Linked DNA regions of Mus musculus: regions 1, 2 and 3 are each linked to region 4. A link is a contact called in public HiCAR-type and HiChIP or PLAC-seq data. All regions are on one chromosome and are shown on one strand. The core of a region is the stretch at or near the end of the contact, and the rest is flanking DNA. Distances in the headings are between cores, read along the strand shown.

The links. HiCAR-type assays count read pairs that join an accessible place to other places. HiChIP or PLAC-seq counts read pairs in DNA pulled down with a chosen protein or histone mark.
Region 1: a contact with region 4 is called in a HiCAR-type map of astrocytes, with 2.5 times the contacts expected there. The contact joins the promoter of Mms19 here to the promoter of Scd2 in region 4. A contact is called at or near these places in 2 of 39 promoter capture datasets (cranial neural crest and hematopoietic stem and progenitor cells) and 1 of 115 datasets of contacts at active chromatin or transcription factors (astrocytes).
Region 2: a HiCAR-type map of astrocytes shows a contact between it and region 4, with 2.3 times the contacts expected there. The contact joins the promoter of Morn4 here to the promoter of Scd2 in region 4. A contact is called at or near these places in 3 of 39 promoter capture datasets (the C10 cell line, cranial neural crest and pre-B cells) and 1 of 115 datasets of contacts at active chromatin or transcription factors (astrocytes).
Region 3: a contact with region 4 is called in an H3K27ac HiChIP or PLAC-seq map of embryonic stem cells, with 4 times the contacts expected there. The contact joins the promoter of Trim8 here to the promoter of Scd2 in region 4. A contact is called at or near these places in 2 of 115 datasets of contacts at active chromatin or transcription factors (astrocytes and embryonic stem cells).

Annotation. Positions count from the first base shown.
Region 1 is chr19:41,978,834-41,983,133 of GRCm38.p6, forward strand. It overlaps Mms19 (MMS19 cytosolic iron-sulfur assembly component), which reads right to left and starts at 2,303. Exons shown (of 31, transcript NM_028152.3): 1 at 2,166-2,303. The coding sequence starts at 2,280. Ubtd1 (ubiquitin domain containing 1) reads left to right here and starts at 2,930. Exons shown (of 3, transcript NM_145500.3): 1 at 2,930-3,175. The coding sequence starts at 3,106.
Region 2 is chr19:42,083,452-42,087,699 of GRCm38.p6, forward strand. Morn4 (MORN repeat containing 4) reads right to left here and starts at 2,919. Exons shown (of 5, transcript NM_198108.2): 1 at 2,746-2,919.
Region 3 is chr19:46,500,280-46,504,575 of GRCm38.p6, forward strand. It overlaps Trim8 (tripartite motif-containing 8), which reads left to right and starts at 1,369. Exons shown (of 6, transcript NM_053100.2): 1 at 1,369-2,734. The coding sequence starts at 2,165.
Region 4 is chr19:44,291,902-44,295,755 of GRCm38.p6, forward strand. Scd2 (stearoyl-Coenzyme A desaturase 2) reads left to right here and starts at 1,775. Exons shown (of 6, transcript NM_009128.2): 1 at 1,775-2,510; 2 at 3,003-3,285. The coding sequence starts at 2,487.

The DNA of each region.
Region 1 (4,300 bases), core at 1,053-3,552, 2.3 Mb before region 4:
TGGTCATGGAGTTTAGTCATAGCAATAGAAACACTAAAACAAGATGATAGTTCAGGCTCCCTTTTTTGACATAACAAAAAAAGGTATTTTATGAAAAAATAAGAAGGCAGTTATTTAAGCTGTCTTTTAAAGATGTGTTATGCATCCATAAAATCCAAAATTATTATTCCCAGAGTGCACAAATGTGGAAGAACAATTACAGATAACATTAATATAGTAACATCTATCTTGGTATGGGGGTGGGTTTAAGTATATCTAAGCTTCTGTGAAAACAACGGTCCTGATATATAGTTCACCGGATCTAAAGTTTACCCCCCAAACAAACCAAAAGCAAACACTAGTCAATGAGGAGCTCGATAAAGAAGTTAGAGATTAATGTATTGATCTCTGCAGTTTAAATGGGTAGGTTTGTGACAATTCAAATTAAAGAAAAAAATGTTAGTGATAGGCTCTAAGTAGTGAGTCTATGATCTTTAAAAAAAAATTTAAGTTGGGCAGGGGTAGTGCATGCCCGTCATCCCAGCATTTGGGAGGGGGATTTAGATCTTTGAGTCCAAGACCAGCCTGGTCTACAGAGTTTCAGGATAGCCAGGGCAACACAGAGAGAGCCTGTCTCAAAAGACAATACACAAACAGATAAATAACTAAAAATTAAAATTCTTTAGATTTTGTTAAATGCTGTGAAATCTCCATAGTAAAATCTGGGGGGAAATGGCATTGATAATAACCCATAACAGACTATACTTGATTAAGTTGTAAAATGTTATAAGCTTAAGTGCAAGTACCAGGGGCTTTATTTTCTTTCTGAGATTGGGGCTCACACTGTAGCTGAGGCTGGCCTAGAACTCACTAGCAAACTTGCCACCCCCCTGCCAAATCCTGGAACTAAAGGAATGCACTACCAAGCCCAGCCAATAGCAGGCATTTTTGCCCCTTGATGCTCTGGAACCATATATTTACCTCTTACAACACAGTTCTTTCTCTCACTAATTATAATAGTTTGATGGCCATAGATAGTATCTTATTTGTATTTCTGTCCTCAATTCTTTTCATGCTGGGTAAAAAATACGTGCTCAGAAATAATAGAATGGCAGAGAATGTGGACTATTGCTAAGGACCAACATATATTTCTAGCAGTTCATTTCTCACATATTCTAAAAATTAATCTGTTCAATTTGCTAAAGAAACTTCTTCACCCATAAACTTCCAAACATAATTTTTAAAAACCCGCATCTATATCCATTTTTTATTCTATTTCTTAAACCCGACACTGAAGGCCTAACATTCAACATTCAGAAAGAATTCTAAAGAGGCACCCTGGATTTGTTCAAATCCTGGATAAACTCGGAACTGAGAGATTCCTGAAATTGGAACTCTGGGAAGAAGGATAAAAAAATGGGACATTAAAAAGTTATAAATCTAATTTATCAAAAAGCCTATTTGGGGCTGGAGAGATAGCTCAACAATTAAGAGGACAGACTGCTCTTGAAGAGGTCCTGAGTTTAATTCCCAGCAACCATATGATGGCTCACAATCATCTATAATGGGATCCGATGTCCTCTCCTGGTGTGTCTGACAGCGTACTCACATACTATATATATATATATATTCTTTTTTTTAAAGCCTACTAAGACACATAAGTGAATCTTTAAAGACACTAGTCATCTACACGCCCACCGACCTAGAGCCAGACTGGCTCCTCCCCTCCTCCATCCAATTACAACCACTCAAACAGCTGGAGCGCACGCTACTTCCAGGAAGGCAAGAGGCCGGAGCGTAACCCTTGGAACCCAGACCTTCTCACCTAACACTCCGCAAACAACGCGGTCCTGCGGTGCAAGCACCAGGTTTGGACCAGAACACCCGAGTCCAAGTCCCAGCTCCACTTCCGGACTCGTCTGTGCCTTGCACAAGTCTATTACTCTCGGAGAAATGTAATGATTCTCTATGGACCACAGCGAGATGCGGAATGTAAAGAAAGCTTTAAGGAAGATGCAAGCGACTCTCCAACTTGTTAGGGCAGTAGCGCTCCCAGCGGGGGCAGAGCGGCCAGAGGACCAATCACAATCACCTCTCCCTTCACTCCCTTCCCGCCGCGCGCGGGTGCTGAGGCCGCTCCCTGCGGTCCGGCCCCTGCAGAAGCCTCGCGGCGTTGTTTGCCATACCTGCAGCCACCTGGTCAGCGGGCCCCTCCTGTTGACCCATGACGAAGTCTTGCACGAGGCCACACAGGGCGCCCATAGGCGCCACTGCCTCCTCCAGACCGGTGGCGGCAGCCATGACGCTAGCCAGAGATTGTGGGAGGGGGAAGTGGGTGTGGCTACGAGATGTGTCTCTCCGCGCACGCGCCTCCATGGCCAATAGTTGGGCGCAGACTTCAGGGGCGGGGCACCTCCAGGTCACGTGCCTGCCGGCTCTGGGCCAGGCAGTCCCTTCAGGGACCTAACGGCCCCTCCCCAGAGGGCGGGGCCTGGGCCGGGGCGCGGCTCCGGGAGGGGAAGTGACTGCCGGGCACGCAGCCGGGGCGGTTGAGGGCGCATAATTCCCGGCCGCTCTCCCCGGGAGACGGGCGACAGGGCGGGCACCTGGCTGGGTGGGGCCGAGGGGCGGTACGCATCCTGGGAAAAGCCAATGAGAAAACCAGACCCGGCCCGAGGGGCGGTGCCGTCGGTCACATGCGCACCTGGGGCGGCTGGCGACCGTGGCGCGGCCACCCCAAGCGGGAGGAAGGGAGCGGGGCCGGGCCGGGGCGGGGTTAGGCAGGTGAGTGACAGGCTCCGGGGGGCCGGCCCCAGCTGGGAGCTCGGAGTGATCCTGGAGTAGCTGCGGCGGTGTCCGCCCCCTCCCTCCGCCCCTCCAGCCGGGCTGGTCTCTGGCCGGGCACTGTCGCGGGCCCCCCTGGCCTGGCCACCTCCCTCTCCGCTGGCCCGCAAAGTTTGTGGCGAAGCCGGCGTCGGGCAGAGCGCTCCCCAGGGGAGATCCAGGAGCTCTCGATGTCGGGCTGCGGGAGTCGTTGACCCGGGGACGCCGCGGTTCGGGGCAGCAGCGTGGAGCAGCCGGCCGACCGCCGCCTCTGGTGCATGGGGGACCGGCTGAGAAGCCAGCATGGGCAACTGCGTGGGGAGACAGCGCCGGGAGAGGCCGGCTGCTCCGGGACACCCCCGCAAGCGAGCAGGTAACGCCAGGAAAGGCAGCGGGGTCCCGGCGCGCTGCCAGTTGGCCCTTGCCTTGCCCGAACCTTGGGGTTCCCGAGCGACCTCGCTCGGCGCCGGGCGCTTGGGTTCCCCCACGGCTTCTCGGAGCCAGACGGGGCCCTCCCCGGCGCGGGCTGTCTGGGAAGCGAGTTGGGGTAACTGCGAGCGCTGACCCGGCCGGGAGGCCAACTCGCTCCCACCGGGAAGCTGGGGATGGGGGCGGGGGCAGGAAATGTTTCCAGACCGCGACGAGGCTGGCGGAGGGGGCCAAGCGAGTGCGCCGCGGATCTGGCAGCCCCGGCCAGGGTCGGCCGGCGGCCGGCCGGGGCGCGGCGTGGGCAGCCTGCGTCCCCAGAAGTCGGAGCGATCGAGGCGAACACAGTCGCTCATTCCAGCGAGTCACTGTGTCATTATCGGGCTGCAGGTCGTTGTCTGCGGGAATCCGACTTGTAAAAAGCAGTGCAGGACCATGGAAAATAGAAATCTTTATTTCCTCCCACCTCTCCACACGGCTTTTTGGAGCCTCGGTGGCTGTCTGGGAGTCTAGGAAAGGTGGGGTGCGGGGTGAGCGTCGCCTTCGTGTTTGTTAGGAGCGTTCTCAGCTCTTGGAATGGGATCCCTCTCAGCCATGAGAATGGGATCTGCTCTCTGGCAATCTTCGAAGCTCCAGTAGCGCGGTCTCACTTTCTTGGTACACCAGCCCTGTCCTGGCGCTTCGTTTGAGGGTCATTTCCCTGTCTTGTACTCTCTTCTCTGGGGGTGTTGCAAAGAACTTATGCAAATGATAAACTGTGGCGCGCAAAAAGACCTTCAACACTGGACTGAATTTCCAGATCTACCTCTCTTTTATGTAAAAACACAGATCCAGAGAGGTTGGGCAGCTTCCCCTAAGTCACACAGTGAGTTAGAAGTGCAACTGAGGTTGGAATCCGGTCTCTTCCCCCTTGTTACCACATACCCCTTTATGTAAGAGGAGCCACAGGCGCAGTTGTTAATGAAGTGGAAACTCTAGTTGGAGTTTCCTGTCTGCTTTGACACTGAAGGTGTGTTGTTTTGCTTGTGTAAACTGGGAAGGAAGATGGGGAGAAGCACAGGGGAAGCTGGGA
Region 2 (4,248 bases), core at 1,669-4,168, 2.2 Mb before region 4:
ACAAATTTCCATTCCTTTTTGATCTAGGGTGATACAGTAAATTCAGAAGTAGTTTGTCAGGACCATGCCCAGTCTCAAGACTCAAATCAGAAGTGCTAATTAAAAGGACCACATGTGGAACTCATGGACCTCAGGCTATGGCTGAATACATTTGGCTAGGAAATGCAACATGTGTCCAAACAGCTGATACTGTCACTACCTGGGACAGTGTTTGAATTTTTAACTAATGAATCTTGTAACTATCAGTATTAATTAATAGCTCCACAGCCACGAGGCCAAGAGGGAATTTCACCGGTAACCAAGATTATCCATAGTTACTGAGACAAATATAGTTTTTTTGTTTTTTGTTGTTGTTGTTTTGTTTTTATTTTATTTTATTATTATTATTTATTTATTTATTTATTTATTTTGGCTTTTTCGAGACAGGGTTTCTCTGCATAGCCCTGGCTGTCCTGGAACTCACTCTGTAGACCAGGCTGGCCTCAAACTCAGAAATCTGCCTGCCTCTGCCTCCCGAGTGCTGGGATTAAAGGCGTGCGCCACCATCGTCTGGCTCAAATATAGTTTAATAAAGTGTAGCCAGTACTAGTGGAAAAAAGCCCAACACTTTAATAACGGACACAGATCGATGTTCACAATACTTGCTTATATGATCCTGCTGAAGAAAATTGATGCCCCAAGCTTTCAAGCTATACACGGAAGAATACAGTCACAAACCAAGACGACTCACATTCCCACAGAGCCCTTTCTATACTCGTGATAGACAAGCTGCAAAAGACCAGTCCGAAACATAATCTAAAAGTACTATTCTGTCTCTGTAATCCGAAGTCCTAGGACCGTGCAAAGGAGACCATATCCTTTGATATTTTACTTAAAAAAAAAAAAAATCCATGGATGGCTCCAAATAAAACCCAAAGACAGGGCTGGTGAGATGGCTCAGCGGGTAAGAGCACCCGATAAGAAGTTGTTTTCATTTTTTAAAAGTGCTTTAAATTCATGTGTTTCAATGTGAACCTGCATGAGTGTATGTATGCTACGTGTGTACAAGAGCCCATGGAAGCCCGAGAGGACTTTAGATGCCCTGGTACTGGAGTTACAGGTGCTGCGAGCCACCATGTAGGTGCTAAGAACTAATTCCTGGCTAGTAAACACTATTCACTATTGCTGAGCCATTTCTTGTGTGTCTCATTGTCTCCCCACCCCTCATAAAACCAAGCTTACTAAAGAACATTTATGTATTTGCAGCAACTTTTGTCTAAATTAAGAAGTTTTTGTTTGTTTTTTGAAAGAGGATCTATGTAGTCCTTGTCCTGGAACTCACTATGTAGACCAGGCTGGCCTTGAACTCACAAAGATCTACCTTTGCGTCCTAAGGCTCCACCATGTTCAGCTTAAATTAAGAAGTTTTAAAACAAAATAACCGGCTGGTGAGATGGCTCAGTGGGTAAGAGCACCCGACTGTTCTTCCGAAGGTCCAGAGTTCAAATCCCAGCAACCACATGGTGGCTCACAACCATCCGTAAGGAGATCTGACTCCCTCTTCTGGAGTGTCTGAAGACAGCTACAATGTACTTCCATATAATAAATAAATAAATAAATAAATTAAATTAAAAAAAAAAGAGTGTACAAGTCACCGGGCAATGGTGGCACATGCCTTTAAAAAAAAAAAACAAAAAAAAAAAAACAAAATAACAACAGTTCCCCCCTCCAATCTACGAATAATCATATCCCAGTTAGAGACTGTTTGGAAGTAGCCACCCAAACTACTCACACAATCTCCAAAATGTCCCCAAAACCACTTTCTTGGGTTGGCAATCTTTTAGTTATAAAGGAAGCAACCAAAAACAAACAAACAAACAAACAAAAAAAACAAAAAAAGGGAAGCAACCTTGGGTTTTTAGAACCCTAAGAGGAGAAAAAAAATGAAAGCTTTGATGAACAAATATTAGGAAACTGGAAATACTGTTTTATAAAATGTGTTTTTAAATGAATATGAAATAATTAGGTTTTGAACTTTATAATTCGAATCCCCTTCCTAGCTGGAAAGTAAACAGGGGCATTGTTACTATAAGCAGGTCTTATTTAGGAAGAATGTGGGATAGTTAGATGCAAAAAGATGAAAAGAGAACACTGGTACAGGAAGGTTTTTAAAAACACGATGAACCAAGAGTGGTGGACTCTCCGAAGTAATATTGTCTGGACACTATTTTATGCCAAGGGAAAGGAGAATGCCTGTGCTGGGCTCTAATAAAGCGAAGTTACTCAGGTTGGTACCTAAGTTGTTTGTGGATGCGGAATTGCAGAGATGACAATCCATTTCCCAAGCCTCAGTATGTGGGACCTCTCCCTACCTGTGGCACAGACGCGCCCTAGATTAAACAAAGCCCCAGACTTTCACCAGGCAACCCAGTCTTCCACTGCATTTTTCATCCCAGCCCGGCTCCGTCCTTTTTTGGGGGGGTCGGCCCCCACCACACAGGCTCTTCAGGCTCTCATGGGTCTGGCATTCCCTCCAGACACAGCCTGGCACACCCCTCTCGATAACCAGTGTTCTGTGTTCTCCGGGGCTACAACCTCTGGATCGAAATTCCAAACCCAATTTTGGGGTCCCACTCACAGCCACCTTCTGGTCAGTACAGCCAGGACAGAGGCTCGCTCCCTAGCCCAGTCACCTGCTTGCCGCCTTAGTCCCTACCTGGTGGACCGCACTCCCAGGTCCTCCTCCCACCCGCGTCGCGAGCCTACCTGAGCTTGGCTTCTGGGCGACGACTGTCACGCCCCAACGCGATGCGGGTCTCCAGCAGCTAGGATCTTTGCTGCTCTGGGCTCCCAACTGCCACTCTCCCCTCCGCCACCTCCACCCGCCTCAGCCACACTGGACGCCGCCATCCCTGACGGGCCGCACTGGGCACAATTCCTGCTGTTCATTGGCTGTTACCTAGGCAACCGCGAGCAACGCCACTCCCCATTGGTCCAGCCCTCTTTCGTGCCATCTTTGTGAGGGGCCCAGTGTTTTGGGAGTCTGGGCCAAAGATCTGAAAGAGAGGTGGGGCTGAGCCGGCTGTCCAATCTCATTAGTCCCAACAGAAAACAAGGACCCAGGTTTCCCCTCTCCAGAGACCTCCAGGCATAAACTTTAATCCTAAATAAGGCTGAACAAGTGTTCAAAGTGGCTACCCTCTCTAAAGGTTGTGATTTTTAGATGCATGAACAACTCCACCGCTAAGTATGAAGAGAAAACCTAAACCGTGCTTTAGAAGCTCAGCTTTGTAATTAATGATGCGCTGCACATTTGCATTCATAGGGAATCACTGTGTTCCACGTCTTCTGTATTTAAAATATATTGCTATTATTGGAGCAAATCTTCCCAAATACTGTTCCCGAATGTCTGTATAGCTGTATGTTTATTTATTGAAGTGCGTGTGGGCAGCAAGTTCTTCAGGGCTTGGGAAGCCAGGGTTGTCCGTCGTTGCTTCTCTCATGGAACTCATATGACATGTGTGAGGCATTGAAAGACAAAGCAAATGGCTTCAAATAGCTTTTTGGATTGGGATTTCTTCAGCTGCAGGTTAGAAAATGGTAATGATGAAAATAAGGGTGGCTTTTCAGGACCTGTATGAGAACATAACGCCAAAAGAACGGTAGTTTGAAGTTAATTTGAAAAGATTTGATTTCTGTGTTCAAATCCTATCTTCGCTACTTACAAATTGTGTATGTTTTTGAGTAACTTAGTGAGCTCTCTGGCCTGTAAAATAAGATCAGACCAATAAATTCAATATGGTATTAATAATACTCACTAGGTAATATAAGCTAAACTGTGGAATAGATTGTAGATTAAAGTGCAGTCATTGAGTCGGGCGTGGTGGCGCACGCCTTTGATCCCAGCACTCGGAAGGCAGAGGCAGGCAGATTTCTGAGTTTGAGGCCAGCCTGGTCTACAAAGTGAGTTCCAGGACAGCCAGGGCTATACAGAGAAACCCTGTCTCAAAACAAAACAAAACAAATAAGTGCAGTCATTGAAAAATAGAATGTAAAGAAAGGGATCTCTTTAGAACTTGTGTTAGGAAATATGAAGAAATGAGATTAAATCACAGATTATGTGAGACCAAATTATGGAAAGACCTATAAATTTGCAACAACAACAACAAAAGCTTGCAAAATGTAGTTTCTTTGGCCAGCAAGATGGTTTGTTGGTTTGTTGGTAAGAACAAATTACCTTGTCTCCTTGGGACACAGCATCCAACATCA
Region 3 (4,296 bases), core at 119-2,618, 2.2 Mb after region 4:
GGCAGCTGCGAACCGGGGCCGGAGACAGTGTGCCCAGTGTGCCCCGTCAGTGGGTCCCGCGGGCCGAGGCTCTCCCCCACCCGTGCTGCTCCAGGCAGAGGCGAGAGAGGCCCTTCCTCGCTGCGCTGGTGGCGGGGACCGGCGGGCCGCACCCCCAACCCCAGCGTGAGCCCCTAGTGTCCCTTCTTAGAGGGAAGAAAGCGGAGAGACCTGAGACAGAAAAAAAGCAGCTTCTAACTGCCCGGCCCGCTGATCATTTTTATTATCGAGATTATTATTAAAAGGGGGCGGGACCCCAGGATGCGGAGAAGGGGGCCAGAGACGCAGCTATTTCTATTAAACAGATTATTCTTGAAATAATACACGCAAGATGGCTGAAGGTGGCTGTGATGAGTGTTCGGGCTGGGGGGTGGTTTCTTCCTCTCCCCCCTTTTTTTTTCTTTTTTCTTTCTTTTTTTTTTCTTTTTTTTTTTTTTTTTTTTTGATCTAAGGATAAAGCTCTGAAGCGACAGCCGCAGCGGAGACCCTGCCCGGAGTGCCCGCCCTCCCCTCACTTGAGAAGCTGCGGGAGGACAAACGGACCCACGGACAGAGCGACGGGCGCGGGCCCGCCCCGGACGCGTCTCCCGGGCAGCGCTGGGGGCAGCAGGCGCTCGTCGTTCTGCCGACTTCTTCCAATTTTAATCTTTTTAAAAGATTTTTTTTTTTTTTTTGGAAAGGATCGGGATGGGTGGAGCAGAGGTAGAGAGAAATCAAGACTTGGCATTTTTCTCCTTCTCTCTCTCCTAATTTGTTGGAGACCACCAGCCCTCCCCTTGGAGGAAAAAAAAAATCCCACCAAAGGGAGGGTGGAAAAGCGAGCTACAGGACCCTCAAGCGCGCGCCCGGACCCCCAGTCCCCACCGCGGCCGCTGGGAGCTCAAGATGGCTGGGCGCTGAGGACGCACCCGGCCCGGCTGGCTCGGCCTGGCCCCGCCGCCGCCGCCGCAGGCTGGCTCCGACCGCAGCCCGGAGCCTTCCAGGCCGGAGCAGAGGCCGAGAAGAAAAGAAAGTGGGGGGGAGGGGTGGGGTGGGGGGGCGAAGGGGGAGGGCCGGGCGGGGGGAGGGGAGGGCCGGGAGCCGAGCCTCCTGTTCATTAGCAGTTGAGAAAAATTCCTTTCTAGTTTGATCAATCCTTGTTTTCCTCAGCGCAGGCGAGGCGCCCGCCCAGTGCGGGGACAGGGAGTGGGGTCTCTCCGCGGCGGGGGCGCCCTGCGCGGGGCCTCCAGGGAGCGCAGAAGTAGCGACGAGGGGGTCAGGCCGGAGCACCTCCCGGGCTTCTCCCTCCCTCCCTCCCTCCCTCCCTCCCTCCCTCCCTCTCTGGTTGCCTTTTTTTTTTTTTTTTTTTTTCCACTTCTCTCCCTCCCCCTTCCGTTTCTATTTGTGAAGGGAGGAGGAAGGCAGAGGCGGGCTGGTGTCTCTGGCCGGGGACTGGAATTTCATCTGAATGACTGCCCCAGCGCGCACGCAGCGCCCCGGAGTCGGCCCGCCCGCGCCCTGCCACCCGCAGCCGGCCGGCCAGCTGGGGGACGCCTGCGCCACGGCCCGGGGACCGCTGGCGCGCCTTGCTCGCCGGCTCCGGCTCTAGCCAGCCTCGGCGCGGCCGAACTAGCTTCCCGTGCCCCCTCGGACCTCGGCCGGGATCCAGGCGAGGAAGGCGCGGCTCGCACCAGCCAGAAGGTAGCCACTGTCGCCGCCAAAGGAAGAGTGCGGCTCCCCCGCTCGGTGCGCCGCGGGGCGCGCCCCGATGTCAGCCGCGGGGCCGAGCGCAGGCCGTGGGCCGCCGCTGCCCTAGCCGCGCTGCCCCGGAGGCGGCCTGTTATATGGAATTTGGACCACAGCGCTCTCCTCCAGGGCTGGTGCCCGGGCCGCGGCCCTGGCGCAGCCCGCCGCCTCCCGCTAGCCACTCGCCAGGAGGAGGAGACGCAGCCGGCGGCGCGCGCGGCGCGAGGACCCAGGCTCCCTCCTCTGGGGGGCGGGCACGCGGAAGGCGCTGGTGACTGAGCGACTGGCGCGGCCGGCGGGGACCGGAGCTCCGGGCTCGGTGGGTCCCCAGCTGTACCAGACGGATCCCCAGGGTTGGGGACTTAGAGAGGTCTACCCGGGCCCCCTGCCCGCAGCCGCCATGGCGGAGAATTGGAAGAACTGCTTTGAGGAGGAGCTCATCTGCCCCATCTGCCTGCACGTTTTCGTGGAACCGGTGCAGCTGCCATGCAAACATAACTTCTGCCGGGGCTGCATCGGCGAGGCTTGGGCCAAGGACAGTGGCCTTGTGCGCTGCCCGGAGTGCAACCAGGCCTACAATCAGAAGCCGGGCCTGGAGAAGAACCTGAAGCTCACCAACATCGTGGAGAAGTTCAACGCCCTGCACGTGGAGAAGCCGCCGACGGCACTGCACTGCGTGTTCTGTCGCCGCGGCCCCCCGCTGCCGGCACAGAAGGTCTGCCTGCGCTGCGAGGCTCCCTGCTGCCAGTCTCACGTGCAGACGCACCTGCAGCAGCCCTCCACCGCCCGCGGGCACCTCCTGGTGGAGGCGGACGACGTGCGGGCCTGGAGCTGCCCGCAGCACAACGCCTACCGCCTGTACCACTGCGAGGCCGAGCAGGTGGCTGTGTGCCAGTACTGCTGCTACTACAGCGGCGCGCATCAGGGACACTCGGTGTGTGACGTGGAGATACGGAGGAATGAGATACGGGCAAGTACACTGAACGCGTGCGAACACACGCACACGCACACACACACACACACACGACTTGGGAGCCACCCATCCGCACAAGCTGACTCTCGTGACATTAGCCTAGAGGCCCTCTTCCAAACTCTTCCGTAAAAGTTTGGGGGGCAAGGTCCTGGGGGAAAGGCCCTGGCTGCTGGATGCATTCTCGCACCTGCGCCCTTAAGATCTCTCCTTCAGTCATTTATGGAATTGGGGGGAGGCTGTTAGAAGTAGTTTGGAGTGTTGCTTTTCTGTTTTGCGCAGTTTCCCCCCCCCGCCCCCCGCATTGTTTCTGTAAGCTCTACGGGAAGTCACCAAGGCAGTGACCCCGGTCCTGCTTCTCCAGCTGCTGTTTATGTAATGAGTGTCCTGGTGCCGCTGCTGTGGCTGACATGATCCATGATGCTGGCATACCAATGAGGAAGTAAACAAAGCAGCCATGTTAGTTTTCAGCTCTACTGGAAACACTCTGGGGGTTGGGGGGAGCTTCCGGAGATAGAGAAGAACTCTGGCATCTAGCTGGGCAAGGCCTGGGTGTCCAGAGGAGTCCCCGACTGTCGGCTCTTCTAATCCGTCCTAGTAGACGCTCCCCAGGCTAAAGCTGCTCTCTCTATACTTGAATGCTGCCTGCGCCTGGCATGAACAAACCTTAAAGTATGTGACTTCTTCACCCTGGGCTCTTTCCTCCCAGCCCTGCCCTCTTACACGGCCCTCCCACATTTAGGGAGGGGACGGGGAAGACGGAAAAAGAGTCCTGTGGGTTTAAGGTTGAGCCGCGTTGAAATCTGGTTTCAGGCAGCTGGCTCCCCTGGGCTGCCGGCTGGGTGATTACGAACCGCACCCCCTCCCATTGTATACACCCTACTGCAGCAGCCAATGTCAAAACCGCCTTCCCCCTCTTAGGCCTCTGGGCCTGGCTAGGGAACTGGAGTGGGGCATACTTCCGTCCCTTTCACTGGAAGGGGGCTCCTCCCAGGTTCCTCTCGGGTCCCTTGCCACTCTGGGTTGAGTCACACCGGGAAGAAGGAGTCGAGCTAAGACTGAGCCATCTTGAAAGCTCTTGCTAGGGGTCTTAAGATAAGGGAGCTGGGCTGGGTTTGGTAGGAACTGGGAGTGTGTGTTTAGGGTGGGGGCCCCTGGAGGCCAACAAGGCTGCTGCAGTAGGAGGAAGCTGGGCCTGTCCAGAATGTAGATGCGGGCTGTTTCCTTGGTGGTTGTGGGGGCTGGACGGAGACAAGGAGGGGACCAATCTAAATGAGTCACTGTTTAGCAATTAAAAACCACACATATACAACCAACAAAAGGCAGAAGGGCCACCGCAGGCTGAGGGCGGGGATAACAAAATTTGCTGTATAATTAGTTTGCAATTGCATGGGCCAGCTCTGGGGTTTTGTGCCAGGAGAGGCCTCTGGTTTCTTAAAGGAAGTGTGGGGGTTGGAGAAGTGGAGTCACTCCTCCCAGCATCTGGGAAAGGCCAAGTCCTGGGGAAGTGGAGGAGCCCTGTGGTCCTCCTCTCCTGACTCCGGTTAGGCAGAGCCCACACT
Region 4 (3,854 bases), core at 525-3,024:
CAGGCAGCACTGTAGGCTGCAGGTTGAGGGAATGTAAGGGCAGTTTGTCTCCAGTGGAGAGCTGCCTTTAGTAGCAATCAAGGCATTCCAAAGGAAACACTGTGTCTTCTTCCCCAAAGCAGCATGCAATAGATACTTGGAAATCCCAACTCATCTGGTGGACCTTCATCAGTATCTGGAATAGTAGCATGGAGGGTGATGCTCCACCACACACACACACACACACACACACACACACACACACCCTGTGGATGATGGGAGTGGTCCTTTTAAAAGAGACCCCAGGATTTGGAGAGGCGGTTCAGCCATTAAGAGCATTTGCTGTTCTTTCAGAGCACCAGAGTTGGATTCTCAGTTCCCACACAGACTGCTCAACTCCAGTTCCTGGGAACCTGCCACCTCTAGCATTCTCAAGTACCTTCACACATGTGTGCATATGCACACACACACACACATGTCCGTATAATTACAAGTAATACTAAATCTTTTTGTTTGTTTTTAAAGAGAAACCCCAGAGACAAAGCTCACCCCTTCCCCATTGAACACAGAGATGGCCACCTAAGAATCAAAGGCCCATTCTTGGCAGAATCAAACTGCTGGGGCTTTGCTATAGATACCCAGCCCCCAGAACCGTGAGGAGCCAGTATCTGTTGTAAAGGCCTCACAGTCTAAGGGAGTTTGTTTTTAACAGCCAAGGACAAAGGACAAACCCACAGCTAGTAAAAGATCAGACATCACGCAGACAACCCAGGGGGAAGTGACATCTCCAGATAACTTCACACAGTACCTCTGAGCCTCCGCCAGCCATTTGCTGAGGACACCTGGTCTTGTTCAGCATTCTTGGCTATGGTCAGTGAGCCAGGCCTGCAATGGAGGTGTCTGGTCACAAGCCAGAGAGTTGGCAAGCCCCTGAGACCAGAAGGCAAGAGGTCTGGTTTGGTCTCAGGAAATGCCTGGCATCTCTCTTCTTGAGAAGACAAGATGTCTATCAACCCCTTTTCCTAGAGGTGGGAGATACAGTAATGGGGTGACCTGGATACAGAAGGTACTCTGTGAATGCACCGCCTGCATAGGCTACAAGTTCTATCTCTTGAAAGAGTTAACACAGGCCCCAGAGAAGATGGGGCAGCGAGGGAGGTGTGTTAGGTCAGAGCACCCAAGGTTCAAGGGTCATAGGGTCCTCTGAGGAGTGGCTTGAAAGCGTTTCAGCACAGCTAGCTCCTCCCCTTGCCGGCTGAACAGTTTATCCCATCTCCGTATGTCCCTATGTCCCCTTCTTCCTGCTTAGAGTGGAAGAACAGGGCTACCCACTGAGCGGTCACAGAGAACCTTGCAGTAATAATTTAATACCCACTCTCTGTTCCTACTCCACATACATAAGGCTCCCTCGGCTAGATGCTTTTCGGCGGTTTTCAGATAGCAAACTGCAAACTTTCAACAAAAGAGTCTCCTAAAGGTGCCACATGTATTCGCAAGGCGTGAGGTGGGAAGTGGGGGGTGAGGGGTGGGATTGAGATACTGCTGACTGACCTTGGCTGTGCTCTCGGAGTGTGCACAGTGACCATGGTGACCCAGACCAGTGTGAATGGGCAAGCCACAGATCTATGAAAACTTGATTACAGTACCAGAGCTCCGAGTTATTATCTGGTAAGCATCCTGGAGCTGGTGGGCAAGGCTGAGCCATTGTTCCAAAAGGGACTACAGAGGCGCCTGTTGGGGAGGGAGGCCCCTCTCAGCTTTGCTCTCTGTTGGTGGTAGCCATTTCCCCTCCCACGCGCCTCTGGAAATGCAAAGACCGGATGGAGTTGCAAGTGGTCGGCGCTCTAGTGGCTTTCCCACTTTATGTACCTCTCCGCGTCTTCCTGCCCCGGTAGCCAACCCCCACTGCTAGATTGGGTCTTCTCTTCCAGAGAAAGCGCTGAAGCGCCCCCGTGGCAGGGTGGGGGCTGGGTGGAGGACCAGCGGGGGATGGGTGAGAAGCCAGGAGCAGAAAAAGAAGGGAGGAGGGGGGGGCGGAGCTGGAGGCAGAGGGAACAGCAGATTGTGCAGAGCCAATGAGAGCAGCAGGACGAGGTGGTACCAAATTCCCATCGGCCAATGACTAGCCAGAGTTTACGAAGGCCTCATTAGCATCGCCCCCCTCCGCTTGGCTAGGGATGGGACAATGCGGTGTTGGTGTCTGCAGTATTCTGACTCCTGGACACCGGTGGCTGCAAGCTGCGATTTTGGCGTCCTCTCATTTTCTATCCTTATCTCCGCCCGCGGCTGCCCTGGCCAGCCAGTTTTTGATTTTTTATCTGGTCATTGATCAATATAACGAACCTAAGGATATACAGGACATTAATACCCCACTGCCAGCTCTGGCCCAGAGCTTGTACCGCGCAGCGGGCTGCAGAAACTTAGTCATAGCACCCTTTGTCGCTGAGGTCTGAAGCTCGCTGCACGTTCTCATCCCTGGGAACGTGACCCCAGCATCCGACGCCAAGATGCCGGCCCACATACTGCAAGAGGTGAGCTTACACCCCACCCCCCACCCCCTCCTCAGGTTGGCGGTTGCAGATTGGACTTCTAGGTGGGTGGCTGTTGAGGGTTGGAGAGAGTTCAGAGCAGCTGGGAGCATTTAGCCATCATTTCCGAATTGCTCAACCTTGATAGATTGTTTCTGGACCGGGTGATAACCGGATTTTTACTCAGTACAGTTGATTGTCCCAACTTGTGTTTCTTAAAGTAAAACCTGACCTCTTTTCGATATGCGCAGATTTTCCTTTGTGAGTTGCTAAGGGTGCTGCTAATAAAGCGTCCTTTCCTGCCCCTTCATCATAAGGCTTATTCCCGATGGCCTGCACATTTCCGTGTTCCATTGGTGCGCTCTACAGTCATGCAACCTTGGCACTGGGGTATGGCCGTTATTGCATCTCTCCCGCAGTTATATTAGAGGGAAAGTAACCCCTGCTGCCCCCACGCGTCTGCAGTCCCTAATTCTCCACCCCCTCTCATTGCAGATCTCTGGCGCTTACTCAGCCACCACCACAATCACAGCGCCACCTTCTGGGGGACAGCAGAATGGAGGCGAGAAGTTTGAAAAGAGTTCTCACCACTGGGGAGCAGATGTTCGCCCTGAACTAAAAGATGATCTATATGACCCCACCTATCAGGATGATGAGGGGCCCCCGCCCAAGCTGGAGTACGTCTGGAGGAACATCATTCTCATGGCCCTGCTGCATTTGGGAGCCTTGTACGGGATCACACTGGTTCCCTCCTGCAAGCTCTACACCTGTCTCTTCGGTGAGCAGCACCCCTTGTCTTGGGCCAATACTTCAGATTTCTCCTTGATCTTTAAAGAGGTGGCCTCTGGTCTCTGACCCAAGGCAGTGGCCCTTTCTTTTTGGTTCTTGTTGGACCAGCTGGACTGGGCAAAGAACCTCGTGGTGTTAAGAATGGGGGGAGGGGGGAACTTGAGTCTTGAGAGTCTCATAACATTGATGCAGAGGTCTCTGAGCAGGCTTTTCTGTATGAGTCACTTGATGGCACCTGTCCCAGCTTTGCCTGCCACAAGAGAAGCAGGGCCTGCCTCAGAGACGTCAGAGCCAAGAGCTAGACCACGGGCCTAGTGGGTAACCTGTTGAGTCCAGTGAGGGGACAAAGCCATGGGATGCTGTTTTAGGCAGAGAGAACAGAGGGTAGGTTATAAGCCTAACTGTTTGGACTTCCTGCCTGGCCAGACTAGGCTGGTTTGCCTGGAGAAAGATGACGAAGGCTCCTGTATATCCAAGTTCAAAGGTGTATGGTACCACGATTTGGTACAAGCCAGTCAACAGACCATTCTTAGAATAAAATAAGATTGCAGGAAGGTT